2 separate regions of the Muntiacus reevesi genome follow, and region 1 is linked to region 2. A link is a contact called in public Hi-C data. All regions are on one chromosome and are shown on one strand. Each heading gives the region's core, a stretch centred on a gene start, on an enhancer-like site or on the middle of the called end of the contact. The rest is flanking DNA. Distances are from core to core; before and after follow the strand shown. Region 1 holds the start of LRRC58 (leucine rich repeat containing 58). Region 2 holds the start of GSK3B (glycogen synthase kinase 3 beta).

Region 1 (4,959 bases), core at 1,428-3,927, 230 kb after region 2:
AAGAGACTCCTTCCAACCAGCCCTCAAAGTCTCTTCTCAGCTCTTTACTCCCTCACCACTCTATTCCTGCACAGCAATAAGACAGCCATGCTTTTATAAAACTCAGGTGTACTTCGAATAAAATCCAAGCTTTACCATGGCCTTCAAGTTATGACATGGCCTAGGATCTGGTTCAAATTTATATTTGCCACCTTTCCTGTTGCTTACTTTCTCACTATGCTCTAGTACAATGACCTCCTTTCAAAATTTTGGCCTTCATTCCTTCTCGCCTCTGGGTTTTCATGTGCACTGTTCCTTCAGCCTGGACTGATCCCATCCCATCCTCTCCTGGTTAACTCCCAACTCCACCTTTAAAAGCTCAGCTCAAACGTTACTTGCTCAAACCAAACTAAGTTACTTCATTTCAAGGCACTCCTACTTCTTCACAAAACTTATATAACAATTGTAATTAGACAATGAAGTTAACAGCTGTTTAACCTCTCCTCTGTTACAATGCTCCAGGAGGGTAGGATCCCTTTCATCACTGGATCCCCAGCACCTAGGACAGTGCCTGACACAGGGTAGGTACTCCATAAACATCTGCTGGGGAGTAAACAAAGGGACATCTTGTCCAAGCGCCTTCCTTTGCAGATTAGGAAACTGTAGTCAGGATATGGAAAGGGACTTGCCTAAGCCTGGGACACCAAGAGTTCTTACTCTCAGGTCAGTGTTTTTTCCACTACACTTAACTCTGAGGTCCCTTTCAGCTCTAATATCTGGTTATCTCAGAAAACTCAATAAAGGATGCAAAAACACTTTATAAATGGTAGTTACTTTTCTTTCACTTTGGACAAAACACTTGCTCTTGCTTTATTTCACACTTTACTGAAGGGACTTTTGTTATTTCTCTGCTTCCTTCTTCCATTTAATTCAACATATATTTACTGAATAATTCAGTCGATGAGGCAGATCTGTAAACACGGAGTTAAAATCAATAAGGTTAAATGCAATGGCAGGGTGCATGAGGTACAAAAGAAGTACAGTTTAGACAATAACTAATTGTTGTCCAGGAAGCAGTAAAGGAAGGAAACAAAGAAATGGCCTTCAAAACAAGTTTTGAAGGGTGAACAGGAGTTTGCCAAAGTGCAAGCAACATTCCAGACAAAGGTAACAGCAGCGCAGAGGCACTGAACCCATTCAACATATATTTAGTCAGTGCCTACAAGGTAAAGCGCACAGATTAGGGAACTCCACAAATACTGGAATACCACAAAACCACAAATTGCTGGTATCGCTACAAAGAGGACGGATGGGGCAGGAAATGTCGTGAAAAACAAGGATCAGCTCCGAGCACCTTGTATGTCACGCCACAAAGCATAAGCATTAGTTTATAGGCATGGAAAACCACCCAAGACTTCGGAGTGAAGTGACAACCGCGGACTTACATTTGTTAGAGTATGTGCTCGGTTCGGTCACTCCCCCAGACCCCAGAAAGACGACAGAAAAACTGTCTTGAAAATCTGCACAGGGCAAACACAACAAACCAAATGCTGCTGTCACACCCATGACCTTACTAGATCTTCACTCCAACTCGACGAGCTGGAAGGGCAGTACTCGCAGTTAAAGAGTTCAAAAAGAGCCTGGACTAAAGACGGGTACGTGATCCCACGGCGCCAAGACCAGATGAGGGGCTCCGGAGCTCCCGGACCCCGTCTCGGGCCTCCCTACTCTCAGGAAGGCACCCACTCACCTCCTCAAGTTCTCGATCTCGGCCGGGATGCTCTGAAGCTGGTTGCCGCCAAGGCTGAGGGTCTGCAGCGCGCGCAGCTCCAGCAGCGAGGCGGGCACCTCCTGGAAGCAGTTCCCGCTGAGGTTAAGCACCTGGAGGCTGCGGCAGAGCGGCGACTGGGCCAGGCCCTTGGGGAGGGCACCCGGCCCGCCGAGTCGGTTGTTCTTGGCCAGCAGCGTGCGCAGGCCGCGCAGCGCCAGCAGCTCCGGCCCTAGCGCGGTCAACGCGTTGCCGCTCACGTCCAACAGCTGGAGGTGCGGGAAGCCGCTGCCCAGCGCCCGCGGCAGCGACACCAGACGGTTGTGCGGTAGCAGCAGCCGCAGCAGCGCCTCCCGCGCGCCGCGCCGCTCCTCGCCCCTCGCCTCCAGCTCCGACTCCAGCGTCTCGAGAGACACGCTGAGGCGAGACAAGTTCAGTTCGGCCTCCCCGGCTGTGGCCACAGCCGCTCCAGCCTCCTCCATCCCGGCCGCCGCAGAGGGCCGCGCTCGACCCACAGGCCGGGAGCTCCGCGGCGCCCCGGAACCTGAACCTAGGGCTGCGTCGGAAGTGGCGCGGGCGGGCGCTAACCCCGCGCGCCCCCGCCGAGTCACGCGACGCGAGGCGGCGGGGTGCGCGCGCCGCTCTGGGGCCGGGCTCCGCCTCACGCGGCACACGGCGCGCGGTGCGGTCGGGGCGCTCCGGGCAGGGGCGGAGACCCGGCGTCCTTGGCGATACCAAGTTACCCTAGGAATCCGGCAGTGTGTGGGCAGCCGCGCTTTATAGTCTTTGGCGTCGGCTGACCTGCCTCGGGGGTCCAGGTCCGCCTCGGTAAACAGCCCGAGGACAGTTTAGTTGTTTGGCTTTGAGGGTTCGCGCGTCACGGTGCACCGCCTTCTTGGTTCCTACCCAGTTTAGGAGTGGGCCCCCTGGTCTGCGGGATTCAGCGAGCGCGCAGGAATGTAGTCGTGATTCAGCTCGGTGACTGCAAGGCCCAGGAATTTCAAGTCACGGGATTAACCAAGATGACTTTGAAGGGCGGAGGCAGCTGGACTAGAAATCAGAACTCTAGGTTCTTACCTGGGGTTGAGCTCTTAAATAGCCTTATTTTCTTGGACAAGGGATTTAATTTCAGTTTCACCACCCATAAAAGGTGGATAATCTTTGCCTTCCTTGCCCTACAGCATTTTTAAAAGGAATGTGTATCAAATAAGGGCCTTTGGCCATTTTAGCTGTAGAAGTACTTCTGTAGTTTTTTGGTTTAAGTTGAAGTGGCTGGAAATGAATCTGGGAGCCATGGAGGAGTTTTAGTCAATTCGAGACAGTTCGAAGTAATTGATCAGCTAACGAACGCGGAAGGCATTGTGGATTGCCATTTCCTTCTCCAGATTGATGTTTTACTTCAGGTCAAAAACCACAATTTAACTGAAAATCTACACTGTGGCTTTAAGTCAGTATTTCTGATTAACATTTTGTGCCTGGCCCTAAACTCAGTCTTTTCTGAAATTACTTTTTATAGTTTTGGAAAGTCATGAATAGAAATAATATTTAGTGTATTTTTTTACAAAGTTAATGCATAAAAGTGTTAAAAGATTGTGTATAATCAATTCCATTAAATTGCTTTCTTCCTGAAAAGGAGAATAAAGTAACTTTTTTCTTGCCAGTCATTTGTGTTTTTAAAACTTAGTGAATTTGAAACCTGTTTGGAAAGGGCCCTTTCAAAAATTAGACTGTCCTTACTTTGGATCAAGATTACATTACGGCAGAAACCTAATACGTGAAAATTGCAAATATTTAATACAGTTTTATGCTCTTAAAAATGTGAATGTGCCTGTGATAGAAATAAACTTACAGGAATGTAATATAAAATGAGAAAAAATAATTCAAATATGATTCAGAAATAGAGTTAAGATCACAGATCAGTGAAATTAAGGGGGGAAAGATGAAAATAGTCTCAGAGACTGAAGCTACCTGGTAGAAAGTTTTAAAGCTATGTTGAGAGTAATGGAAGGATCGCCCTATTGTTCATGATAAGAACCCTTTCTATCTCAGGTACTTTGTTGAAGCCAAATGGGTCTAAATAAAGCACCCTCGACATTCTAGATATTCTAGATTATCCCTCTGTAATCTAGTGGGCCTTGATACTGTCCTGTCAACTTGGAGAGTTCTGAAAACTCCCTGGAGGTGAAGGAGCTTTAGTGGTTTGTGAAACTTCACAGTGATGGAGGCAATGGGGACCCCAGGAAATGTGAAAGGAAAAGGAGACCACATGTTCAACATGGTGTGTTATCTAGGGAAAGAGAGATAGATTACAGGTAGCTGGGAAAAGCATGGCATACTCGCCCACTTAGCAAAACTTCCCCAGTGAGTCACTTTTGGGTCAAATTGACTGTTTCAGGATAAAAGTCTCCTGACTAGAATGTTACTGGGGGAAAAAAAAGGGGGGGGGGCGGTTACTAAATGAAGAGCTTTTTCTCCTTCAGCCACCTTGTCCAGGTTTCCTGAGGGCAGGAACTGTGTCTGTTTACCTTGGCCCCGCACCTGAGACATAGTAGGCACTGGGCAAGTGAGTGAAATAAATGCATGTATAGGTTTTGGCATACCTGATTAGGATGGCTGCAATTGCCTAACTGTAGAAGAAACAAAAAATCGGAGTGAAGAATGATTTTATAAACCACACTGGGAGACCATGTCCTAGAGTAAATAAAATGTGGACTTTGGCTTTTATCAGATATAGGTTTCAAGTCTCACCTCTGGAAGTCATATTTCTTTTAATCTTGATTTTGCTACTTAATCTACTTAAGCCTTGATCTCATTATCTGATCATTATGTTGTGTAGGTTTATTATAAGAGTTAAATCTAAAAGGTTTAGCTCAGTATCTAGCATAAAGTAAAAAATCTGTAAGCAGTGGCAATTTTTATTACTAGTAATAGCAATTATTGTTATACCTATTACTCTCTCCCACTTCTTAGTTTATGATCAGGGTAAAGAGAAATAAAGTTGAGGACAATCTTTACTCAATTTTCTGTATAAATGGTGGTTTTCTCTTCTGGACCGGGCAATGTTTTAGGGATTAGAATTTGAGAGATTTGTCTGAACTCTCCTTGCCCTTAATTTTGACACCCAAGATACATGCTTATTACCCTGTCTATCTCCAAATTATATCAAAACCTCATACCTCCTAACCTTCATTTCAGCTACCTCTGATAAAGCA
Region 2 (5,295 bases), core at 2,320-4,819:
AACCTATAGTACATTCCAAACTCTCTTGAATCTCAACCAAAGTCATAAGATCCCTCTGATTTCCATCAGTTAACATATTTCTCAAATTCCATCTCTTCTTATTTTCCTATTTAGGCCCCTTTTATTCAGATTTACTAACCTGCTTTATAAATACAAAAGTACAAAAGTCACCATCTCTGTGCCTCTATCCGTTCTGTCCACCTAGGATCCTTTATGCTTTTCAATTCAAGTTACTGCCCCTTTAACAGCTGCCTTAAAACATACCTCTGTAAGAAGTCTTCCCTCCAAGCCATCTACTTCATGCCTTTATTTTTTGTCCCTCTGAACAAAATATTCTATTTGCATTTATAGTCTTGCAGTCATCATATTACTGTTCTCACGTTTTGTCCCATAATCTGCCTCAAAAACTAAGCTTTCCAAACCAAGGACTATAATTTCTTATCGCTTAAAAAGGGGTCCCTTAGAACACCAGCACTCCAACAAACACTTTCTTCCAAAATGCATTTAAAGTTAAGGTTGTCAAAAACACATAGTCAGCACTGAACTCCAACTTCTTAAATGTTAAGCTGACCTGTATGGTAACAGAAAAGTCAACATTTTAACCTGCACTTTCCAAGAGTTGCTCCATCTTCAGTCAACATCCACACAGGATTCAAAGAAAATCCTGTGAACTAAATGAAAAGTCCCCAAATTTAGTATTATTAGGTATACCATTCTGCTCTCTGAATAAACTAATTACCCAAAATTGATTTCGAGTGGTCTTTAAACCAAGATGAAAAACATCCTAACACTCCAGTACCACAAGAGGCTCTTAAGGAGCTATTATAAGATTTGCTTCATCATAGCTGAAAATTACCCCAGAATTTTAAAATATTCCTCTCAAATGACCCCATGAATTGCTTAGAAAGCTTGACCATTCCCTGAAAGATGCATCATCAGCTTCCCTCTTCACATACTCTGCATTCTGAACTAGCTAGTCACCAAAAAAAAATTTAACTCTCAAAAATAATCTCCCATTCAGCTATTACCTTAGACTACCCTGTTTCAGACAAGTTCCAAAAGCCATCATGAATTGAAATCCTGAGTTCAAATAAGAGTGTTCATTTTATAATCAGTTTCACATAACAGCATATACTTTTTTTTTATCTCAATTCAATTCTCTCCTTCTTCTAAGCAGCAAAACAGTTTTTCTTTGCCCTCATCCATGCCCCTTTCTGAAGGAATAAGGAAACTATAACACAGATATTTTTGTCAAATTCTTTAAGTATGTTTAAATAAGCTGTCATTAAACATCACATAAACATATCCATAAGTAGAGATACATTAAAACACTGGATAATGAGTATACCAAACACTGAAAATACACTTTTTGAGCACAAATCTGGGAAGAGTATAGACGTCTAGCAACAACCTTGAACAAAGCCCAAACACCCCTATTAAATCTGGGACCACAACCTTCTGCAAAACCTGAGATGGAAAAGTCTAAATCCATATTCTTCTGACTTCATAGTCTTATCTGACTTCGAAAGGAAACCAATGCAAGACTATTGTAAGTAGTCCTAAGAAGGAACCCCTGAACTCTAGATCATTTAGCAAGTACTGAAAGCAATGGCACCCCAAAACTGAACTTCAATGATGAGTCAGTGACAATTAACATTCAACTTACTATTTGGCAACTTGACAACATAAGCCCCATTCAAAACTCGGGCCTACTTTCAAGTTACCTTTTGATTAAACATTAACTCTATAGTGATAGACTGGCAATGTCAAAACGGGAAGGCTAAGAGATAACATATTAAACCACGTATCCAATTTAGAACAATGCATATTGAGATACTACTGCTGCTCTCTATCAGCGGCACCGGTCCCTTCTAAAGAGACGAATCAAAGCTCGCCTTCAAACCGAAATGTGGTTACTTACCAAGTTCATCTCTGGATTAAGAACAAATACTTTGTATAGTCACACAAGCAAGAAAGAAGTGTTAGGAGAAGGTGACATTTACCTCTTCCATTAAGTATACAAAACTATGGTAACCCTCGAGACCTGAGCTAACTATACTATCCCTCATTCCAAAAGACACACTCTGGAAAAGCACATAATGGTTTAGGAATCTTGTCCTTCGCTTTATTCAAAAGGATGAGCAAGTAAACACTTCCATCACTATTTTAAGGTGGAAACACTCAACCACTTAATAAAGCTATCAATTGCTAGAAAACTATAAGAAAAGAACTAAGTTTCAGACAAAATCATCCAAATAAAAATCACATTCCCTCGATTCAAGGTTAATGAGACCTGGGAAGGGATATCGCAGGAGGAAAAAAGGAAGCTGCCTCATCCTTCACTGAAGACAGGTTTTTGCCCTTTCACATTGCCTCTGTTTTATCAGCAGGTCTTGTATTTTAAGATCCTGGTATTTCAAAGTCTCTTATTCAAAGGGGAGGTGGAGAAGGGGTGTAAAATAAAATCAATACTCACTGCTAACTTTCATGCTGCCAAAAGCTGAAGGCTGCTGCACTGGCTTGCAGCTCTCCGCAAAGGAGGTGGTTCTGGGCCGCCCTGACATGATCACTCTTTTTCCGAATCACCTTTTTTCCTTCCTTTCTCCTTTTCTTCCTTTTGTTTTATGTTGGGGTGTTAGGTTAATGATAAATGCAGCATTAAGTTCTCCCACAAGAAAAAGAAAAAGACTTCGTCCTCTTGCCTTTTCACTTCTTTTGTACAGCTATTTAGAAAAGCGAGCGATGTATTTCTCCTTGAAGACAGATCAGTACGGATATTTAACATATAGGCGATCCGGAGCTGGGGGGAAAAATACAATTCTTTCCTCTCCCTTTCCTTGGAGAGCAGAAATGGATGGGAGGTCCTAAAAAATATACATCACGTGAGACGGGGACAAATACTGGATTGAAAATAAGTACTCTGAATATTATATTTTCCTCGGGGATTTTTTTTCCGAGTCAATGAAGAAGGGAAGCGGCGGAAGGATCACGAGTCTCACGCTTGAAAAGAAGGGGGGGATGGGAAGGAGGGAGGGAGAGGGAGGGGTGGCTCGGAGATGCGTCGGGAAACGCTGCGGCTCCGGCAGCGGCAAGGATCCGGCGGGCTGACGGCGGGGGCCCGGCGAACTGGAAGGCGGCGGAGTAGCGAGTCAGTCAGAGTCGGGCGGTGGCGGCGGCGGCGGCTCTTCCCCTCATTGCGCCAGGAGCAGCTGCAGGCGGCGGCTGGATCCAGCGGCCATGGCGGCGGCGGAGGCAGCTCCCTTCAGACCCCAGGCAGCGGCTCCTCGACTGCTCCCCATACGCCGGGGACATGGGAACCCGGCAACCGCTTCCGTCCCTCGGGGCCCCCTCCCCCGTCCAAGGCACCAGCGCGGCCGCTCTCCCGCCCCTCGCTTCTGCACAGTCCCGCTCAGGAAGTGTCCGCGCTTTGCCCCCAGCCCGGAGCCCTGTCAGCGGCTGCGGGGTCGGCTCCTCCTCGCTTCCTTCCTTCCTTCCTTTGTCACTCGGCCCGGGCGGCGGCGGCGGAGGCAGCAGCAGCAGCAGCAGCACGAGCCCGCATTCGCCCGGGTCGGGGGCTGCTCTCTGTGAGGAGTGCCGTCTGCGCAGCCGCCTAGCTCTTCCCCACACCCCCTCCCCCCTCCTACTTGTCCTCCGCCTCCTTCCTCCCCCACCCAGCCTTACACCGCCCAGCGCCCGGCCGCCCGCGTAAGAGGCGTCTGGGAATCGCCGGCCGAGCAGGGCGTCCGCCCCCTTCGACAGGGGAGCCGAAACCCGAGCGGAACCAATCACGGATGTCGTTTGTTTGCGGATCCTCCCGGAAAAAGCCGATTGACCTGAAGAGCCAATCAGGAAGTGTCGCTGGAAATTCACGCCCAAGGACGGAAAATGCCGAAGATAGCCGACCGAGGAAAAGGTGGGTTCGCCTTGTTCTGTGGCTGGCTGGAGGAGAAATTAGGCAAAGACAACAGTGACCAATCAGAGTCGCTGGCCCTCAGGAAAAAGCTTGAAGAGTTAAGGACGGTGAAGCCCGGAGTCGCTGGCGAAACCGCACGGCTGGGCGCCGTGGCCGCTTTGTAATTGGCCGAAACTCCGCTGGGAGTGCAGCTCCCTCGGTGATTGGTGAAGGGAATGGGGCTTCCGAGGACAGTCTGGCCAGTCAGGACGTCTCCTCCCTCGTCGAGGTGGGGAGAAGTAGAGAGCGAAGGGAGGGCGTCTATAAAGCGCCTTCTCATTGGTCTGAAGCTCAGGAGCTGGAATGGGGGCAAAAGGGAAAAGGAGGGAGGCCGAAACTCGTAGCAGTAGCCAATCTGCACCCGCTGCTGTCTAATCGCAAGACCTAGCGGTAGTGTGATTGGCCTTCGGCCTCCGGCGGCAGTCCTAAGGAGCGAGGAGAAGCGCGACTGGGGTCGTGGCGGAAGGTCTGACGGGCTCGCCTGCGGCCACTCGCAGCTAGTGTGGAAACCGCATATAGGGAGCGCGAGCCGGTGCGAAACTGCTGTGGTCGGTGGCGCTGGGTTCCTCGCTCCAACAAACTGAGGGTTGAGGGGCTCTCCCCACCCACTGGAGGCTCTCGGCGGGGCGGGGCTAATTCTGTGCGCCCGGGGCTCCCCTCCGCCCGCGAGAGCGCATCCCGAGCACGGGCGTCTTCCCCGAAAGGGCCAGACAGATCCAGGGCGCCTCTCAGGCTGAGTGCGAATTTTCGGATATTCAACTGAGAACAAAGCTGCTAGAGAGCAGGGCCCCTGGGCGACCGCGCCCCGCCCAGTCGCGGAGGCCATTGATAAGAGTGAGGGCGACTGCGCCTCGTGCGCGCTGCCAAGCCCGGCCTTCCAGAAAGGCCCCTGAGAAATGAGCTCATGCTGGCTGAGCGCCCTTCTAGGGTGCGACCGGTCGGCGCAGAACGGCCCCCGAAAGCAGGTGAGGGGAAGTGCAGTCAAGCCGGATATCCCGAAGCCTCTGAGGCAACCGAGAGCCAGAATAGCCCTTGGTAGTTTTTGCGTTTTTGGAACTAGGGTGATCTATAAAAGTACTATTTAAGTAGGTTTCGCACATAAGCCAGTGTTCAAATTCGTGCGGTGTGCCCAAGGACAGAGAGGTGTGGTTACAGAAAAAGTAAAATGAACAGTTGCCATCCTAATTGTAATCCCATGGTACCTGTAATTTCCACCTGCAGAGTCATCCCTTTCTATTCAGATACCATCTGTAGCGAGCACATATAAAAATTACTTGATCAGGTTGACTAGCTATTGCTTTGGAAAACTGATGAGGAACTTAGGACAGAACAAAGTAAGCTTT

What was found. A called contact is a pair of places that touch in the nucleus more often than the background predicts.
Region 1: a Hi-C map of muscle shows a contact between it and region 2, with 5 times the contacts expected there. The contact joins the promoter of LRRC58 here to the promoter of GSK3B in region 2. A contact is called at or near these places in 2 of 3 Hi-C or Micro-C datasets (blood and muscle).

The regions. Positions count from the first base shown.
Region 1 is chr8:43,856,677-43,861,635 of mMunRee1.1, forward strand. LRRC58 (leucine rich repeat containing 58) reads right to left here and starts at 2,678. Exons shown (of 4, transcript XM_065942187.1): 1 at 1,730-2,678. The coding sequence starts at 2,229.
Region 2 is chr8:43,621,335-43,626,629 of mMunRee1.1, forward strand. GSK3B (glycogen synthase kinase 3 beta) reads right to left here and starts at 3,570. Exons shown (of 13, transcript XM_065943558.1): 1 at 2,477-3,570. The coding sequence starts at 2,564.